Regions from separate parts of the Macaca mulatta genome. Here region 2 is linked to region 1. Evidence: chromatin contacts called from public Hi-C data. All regions are on one chromosome and are shown on one strand. The core of a region is the stretch at or near the end of the contact, and the rest is flanking DNA. Distances in the headings are between cores, read along the strand shown.

Evidence for each region. A called contact is a pair of places that touch in the nucleus more often than the background predicts.
Region 2: a contact with region 1 is called in a Hi-C map of liver, with 3 times the contacts expected there. The contact joins the promoter of METTL13 here to the promoter of LOC106994782 in region 1. A contact is called at or near these places in 2 of 14 Hi-C or Micro-C datasets (fetal cortex germinal zone and liver).

The regions. Positions count from the first base shown.
Region 1 is chr1:29,246,256-29,249,643 of T2T-MMU8v2.0, forward strand. LOC106994782 reads left to right here and starts at 1,256. Exons shown (of 4, transcript XM_077982072.1): 1 at 1,256-1,764. The coding sequence starts at 1,256. It overlaps VAMP4 (vesicle associated membrane protein 4), which reads right to left and starts at 1,565. Exons shown (of 9, transcript XR_013416386.1): 1 at 1,506-1,565.
Region 2 is chr1:29,283,196-29,286,448 of T2T-MMU8v2.0, forward strand. METTL13 (methyltransferase 13, eEF1A N-terminus and K55) reads left to right here and starts at 1,408. Exons shown (of 8, transcript XM_077999923.1): 1 at 1,408-1,872. The coding sequence starts at 1,720.

The DNA.
Region 1 (3,388 bases), core at 6-2,505:
CCTAACAGCTCTTGAGTTCTTGGTTCCACAATATTTCTGTCACATACATCTGGCCCTTTTATTCCTCATACTTTGATTTCAGAATACTTAATTCTTGCAGAAATGTAACAGAATGCATGGAAAAACAGATGACAAGGCAAATTACTGAAGAACTTGTGCTTTTAACTATATCTGTATTTAGATTTTAACCCCTGCAAAGAGGCTCCCTCAACATCTCAAAGCAAACAACAGGCTGACTTATATAATGCCTTTATGAGACATAGGGTAAAACTACAATCTTAAGGAGGAGCAAACCCCATATTCAGGTCTCTTAATCCCAGGAAACCATGTGCAACAAATAGAAAGCCCATCAGCAAAGCAGTAGGCAGATTAATTAGCTACGTTGATGAACTTTGACGTTATTTGCAACTGGTGATTATTAGTAACTGATGACATGTGTATCAAACAACTAGTAGAAATGAATCATGCTCAGAAAGTAGACAAGGATATCGTCCGCCTAAGATTCTCCTACAAAAAAGACATGTGAATTCAGGTGTTTGTGACTAGGTATACATGTAAATAAGAGAGCTATCATGTACTTCCACATTGAGGATAGACCACCACTATAAAATTCACTTAAAAAAGTCACATCACCGTATGCTTCTTATACATCGGCATATACTTAAATGTCTATGTATGCATTTTTGTAAGTAGTACGTTATCTAGTCAACAGCTTTGAATCTGGGCAGAGGCTCTCCTTTTCCCAGCCTCCATTCCCTTTCTGACTCGTCTTCCTTGTCTGTCATCAGCCGTCTTGCTTGATGCAGTTTCACAGAAATAAAGTGACTTGGATGGACACAAACCGGAGATGTCATTTGCAAAACCTGTCAAGTGTAACGATTCACCCCCACCTTCCGGTCATTATAAACACAGCAGGGTTGGCGCTCTTTCTCCTGAGCCCTTTAAATACACAATTCCAGGCAGCTCCGTTCACCCCCCACACCCAATCTGTCGCACCAGGCCACGTCCCTGGATATATCTGCTCCTAACACTGGCCCTTCCTGCCCCACGGTACCCCCTGGCATTCCTGACTGCATCCCACTCTTAACAAACCTTCCCCATCCATGGCACTGTTTTCTTCCCATCACCCAGAGTTCCCTTCCATTCCAAGTCTTCTCTTCCTCAACTGCTCCCCGTCCGCACACCCCTGTCCTCGTCTTCCTTCCTCACGACACCCCGGGCCCCAGCCTTTTCCCACTCCGGGGTCCCTTCCTAGATGCCGGAGGCCGGCCGACCAGCCCGACTAGGACGTCGGGGGGCGGCGAGGCAGGGCGTCTTCTTCGTTTCCTTCCTCCTCACACCAGCCCCTCCCGCTGGGAACAGGCCAGCGCCAGTACCTGAGGCTCCCGGGGAACTCCCGGCAGCTCTCCCGGGCTGGCGGTGCTGGGCGGGCGGTGCTGGGCGGGCGGGGGAAGGAGTGGGAAGCCGAGGTAAAAAGCTGGGAGGGGGAGACAGTGGATGCAGACCCGGCGTCGGCCGCAGCGCCGCAGAAGCGCCTCCGCTCATCGAGCCGATCGGCGCTCGGCGGCCTGGCGCCAGGCGGAGAGGGCGGGTCCAGGGCACGGAGATAGTCGAGGAAGTCGATTCCGCCGAACGCGCTTCGCCTAAAAGAGCCCGGACCCACACGCAGTTTAGGTGCAGCTTTCCAAGGTTATGCTCTGCTTTAGGGGAGGAACGACCACCGGTTCTCCAGGTTCCGGTCGCGATCCGGTGGACCTGCTTCGGGTTCGTCTGGGGCCTTTTCTGAAGAAAGGAGATCTGTTCGATCCCTTGTTTACAGAATTAGCTACACTTGGAAAGAGATGTTAGGGGTTCCTAGGCCAGGCTCCTCCCTTTAGATAGGTGGAATATCTGGTTCAGAGAGGAGACTGACTTAAAGTTACACAGCTAGTTTAGATAGATACGGAACGAGGGCTCGGTGTTCTTTTCCTGGTATCCCTTAGTTGTAACCTGAAAGCCTTCAGGTTTCAGGGAAATCGCCCTTGCCAGGCCATTCCGCCACTCTGCCCATTCCTCCCTCACTCCCTCCCCCTCCGCCCAATTTGGTATCATGTTTAGATCTCGAAGCCCGCTGTAGCTGGCTACCAAAAACAATTCCTAATTTTGTTTTTCCGTTCTCTTATTTGTTTTATTATCCATTCCTCCCACGCCCCAGCTGGATTATTTTACTCATTGAATCATATTCACTACACATCTTTTAAAATGAATACAGTGTCTATGGGTCCTTTGTTGATAGAGTATTTTAACTGTCTGAAATGCTTTGCCAGGCACTTTCTAAAGATATAAAAATAAGAGGGGGTGTTCAAGAACAAGAGTAGACAAAACAGCAGGAGGAAAGATCTGAGGACACTAAAGGAAAGGAAAGAATAGACACCCTCTTACCAAAAAGTTGCTCTTCTTTTGATTTTTTTTTTAATGTAAAACTGTACTAACGAATTTGAAAAATGCCATGACTAAGGCAATGATGCTCAACTCTGATTCACTTGGAGTTGAATCACTTGGAAAGCTTTTAAAACTGCGTAGGTGCCCACGTGTTACCTAGATTCTGATTTAAATGGTCTGAGATTTAGAAACAGCCGTTGGGTTGTCAGTTGAAGGTTCTGAAAGCTTGATGCTAAACTCAGTTGCCTATGTTTATGCCAAGTTGCTGACTTGGACTGAAACGGCCCACTTAGAAACCTCTCATGGTTTATATCTCTGTCTAGGCGTGATAGTGGGACTACCCCCAGACTCCACAGGTAACCCAGACATCATTTTTCCTTTTACAGCTGATTTTTTCTTTTGAGACGAGTTATCACTTCTTCTCCCAGGCTGGAGTGCGGTGACACAATTATACCTCACAGCAGCTGTGAACTCCTGGTCTAAAGTGATCTTCCTGCCTCTGCCTCCCAAGTAGTTGGAATTACAGGCACAAGCAGCTGTGCCCAGCACTTACAGTTGATTTTATGTCTATATATTTGCATGTTATAGGATATTTTCTGGCTTTGGTGCCTTAGCCAGTTGGAGCTTTAGCTAGTTATAGCCTCGTCTTTTGTGCATAGACAACTTAAGGTGTGGTCAGTGAGCTCCAACAGCACGTCATTGCATAGCTTTTATGGATAATCCTTTCTTTGGGTTTCTTTGTTTTTTAACCATAATTCTTTAGTCCCACCAGTCATTTTGGAATGGTCACTTAGGAGAGGGGTAATGCAAGTCCCACCCTTTAATCACCTGAACAAAGTCCCTTTGACTATCCCCAATATTTGCGAAACTTAGAAAATGTCATTTTACAGTTAACGTGAATCAAATATACCAGTAAGCCTAAAAGATTATAAGTAGCACTGAGCTTAGAATCAGAACTCTAAATAAG
Region 2 (3,253 bases), core at 158-2,657, 37 kb after region 1:
ACACAAATCCTTGGGCCTCACCACTGAACTAACGACTCGGAACTGGGATGTGACTGGGGGAATTCTGTGTTTTAACAAGTTCTCCAGGTGATTCTGATGCATGCCAGTTTGAGAATCACTTTTTAAAACCAATGTTTAAGTCCAATCTAACCTACTTAACTATTAACAGTCTACCTGGCTAGTGTAGTATATAACAGCCCACAGTACACATGCTCAATTCCAAGCCTATCTGCTCTCCTCAATCTGTATATTTCTCCTGCAATTTATTATGGTGTGAAAGGCGCAATGATACACATGTTTGATCATTTTCAAATAATGCCTGGGCTCACACCAGTCATCCCAGCACTTTGGTAGGCTGAGGCGAGATGGTCGCTTGAGTTTGAGACCAGCCTGGACAACATGACGAAACCCCATTTCTAAAAAAAAAAAAAAAAAAAAAAAAAAAAAAAATTAGCCACCTGTAGTGGCGTGCACCTGTATTCCCAGCTACTTCGGAGGCTGAGGTGGGAGGATCCCCTGACCCCTGGGAGGTGGAGACTGCAGTGAGCCATGACTGCATCACCGCCCTGCAGTCTGGGCGAGAGTGAGACCCTGTCTGAAAAAAAAAGTGCCCTTCACAGAAGCTTCCTCAGGGTATTAGCATGAGCATGTGAAAGTACAGTATGTTTATCAAACAATAAAATAAGCAGTTATAGGTAACGTCAGAATAACAAGGAGGCCAATTATCAAAATGAAAGGCTAGAGTTTTGCATGTTGTGCTTTGAGGGGAGAAGGAAGAAGGAGGGGAGGCACCTCTGAATGCCTACTTGTTACTTTTTCGTCCTGAATTTTCACGTTATTACACTTTTGATAGCAGAATCCTGTATTTTGGTGCAGAGGTGGCAAAATAAGGCGGGGGCTGGTGGTGCGCAGAAGCTGACAAGGTTAGAATGTGCAGCGTTTTTACGACAGACTGGTTTTACTCATTTCCTGCCTCACTTCTCTCCGATCTGCATAGGTTTTTCTTTTCATCTTCCGTTATCAGTACGCTCCCGTATGCCGCGCTCCGCCCCTGTGTGGCGCACGATCGCAGTCAGTGGATTAAGCCGGCTCCAAGACAAAGCGGACGCCGAGCCCGGGAAGGAAGCGCGCTCTCCGCCCCGCCTAGAGGGAAGGCCCAGCCTCAGCACAGCAGCGCTCCCTCGGCACCCGGACGTGACCTAGTTCTCACAGAGGCCCGGCCTCTTCCGCCACAAGTGCAGCCCGCGGTCCCGCCCCGTCCCGTGAATGGTCGGCCGGCCTCACGTCTAAAAAGCGTTTAGGTGCCTGCGACCGAGCCTCGGGAGAAAGGCGAGCACGTCTCAGCCAATGAGGTGATAGAAATGCAAAGCAGCGACCAACGACTAGCTGGGATGGGCTGGGCCGGCCGACGAATCACGAGGTCTCGCACCCGGATATGGTTGCTGGGCTCGGAAATCTAGCTCGGGAAAAGCGTGAGGGACTCTTCACGTGGGGCAAGGACAGCAGGCGCGGAGGAGGGGGCGAGCGTGTGTGAGATTCAGTGGCCCGTGCGTTTGTTGTGTAAGGGTCATCCAGGGGGAACAAATCAATGTGGCTGTTTTTCCGTGGAAAGAATTGCCACTGCAGCGTCCCGGAGCCTGCGTGTGGTGGGCAAGCTCCTCAGATGGTATCTCACAGGGAGTAGGGGAGTCTTGAAAACGCAGCTCCGGCGGTAGGAACATGAACCTCTTACCTAAAAGTTCCAAGGAGTTTGGCTCCGTTGACTACTGGGAGAAGTTCTTCCAGCAGCGAGGAAAGAAAGCTTTCGAGTGGTATGGAACCTACCTGGAACTGTGCGGGGTTCTACACAAATACATCAAGCCCAGGGAAAAGGTGAGGAGCGCGGCCTGTCAGCCCTTCGTACGTGCTCCGGAAGGTGGGAACTAGTAACAGGAGTCTTGCACTTGGTGGACAGTGACAGGCGGGAGGACCCTAGCTGGACGCATATTTCAGCATTTCCTGAATTGTCCCTGCTAAAAGACAAACTAAAATACTCTTTCAGCCTGGGCGTGGTGGCTCACGCCTGTAATCCCAACACTTTGGGAGAGCGAGGTGGGAGGATCGCTTGAACCCAGGAGTTCGAGACCAGCCGGGGTAACATAATGAGACCTCGTCTCTACAAAAAATGAAAAAAATAGCTGGGCGTGGTGGCGCGCATCTGTAGTTCCAGCTACTCAGGAGGCTTAGGTGGGAGGATCGCTTGAGCCCAGGAGGTTGAGGCTGCAGTGAGCCATGATCACTCCACTGCCCTCCAACCTGGGTGACAGAGTGAGACGCTGTCTCAAAATTTTTTTTAAAGGTTTGCAGGTAATAAACCTCCCACCCCAACTCATTCTTGGATTAATGACCCTACTTGAAGAGTGACTTCCAATCTTCTGTCACTGTATTCCTGTGCAACCTGCGGCAGTTGTGACCTTGTGTATGAATTTGTTTTTCAAATAGTTGTTCAGTGCTCTCCGAGTTTCAGGCACTGTGCCCAGTCCTTAAGCTATAAGAGCATTAAGACATAAACCCTGCACATGTTCCAGAAGTGAAACATGATAAGTACAATAATGGGTTTGGTAATAGGTGAGATTGTACTGGAGGTTGGGAAGGAGGAAAGGTAGAAAACTAACATTTGCGGGTAAGCTTTATGTGCCAGACCTTTATTGGGTGCCGTGTATATGCATGTGCAGTCTTTCAATTCTCATCATAAACTCAGGTGAGTGGCCCTGGATGCATTTTACAGATGAGGAAACTGAGGCCTTGAGAGCCACTTTTTTTTTTTTTGGCCCAAGATCATGCCCAAGTGGTCATGTGGGGATTTAAACTCAGGCCTGTCTGGCTCAAAAGCATATGCACATCTCTTTGTACCATGCTTTTCCAGAGATGGCAATATCAGAATTTCTAAGTTTGAATGGAAGATTGCTCCCTGGAGAGGGAGACAACAATCTGAATTTTAAGTTTGGCTTCAGAAAATAGCTGAATATTGTGAGATGGAATCTGTGATGGAAGTAAGATTTGAATCCTCACAAAGTGTACTTTATTGTCTAATGGAGCCAAAGGCATGAGTAGATTGAGGAAATATGGTTATACCCGGCCTAAGATTTCAACTGTAACTCTATATTTGGATTCTCTGACTTCCTATTAATTCCCAAGTAATAAGTGCATGTTTTAGAGAAAAGAACAATTATGATTAATTTGTTTCTGCAACACAAAGCCCATTCTTATATAA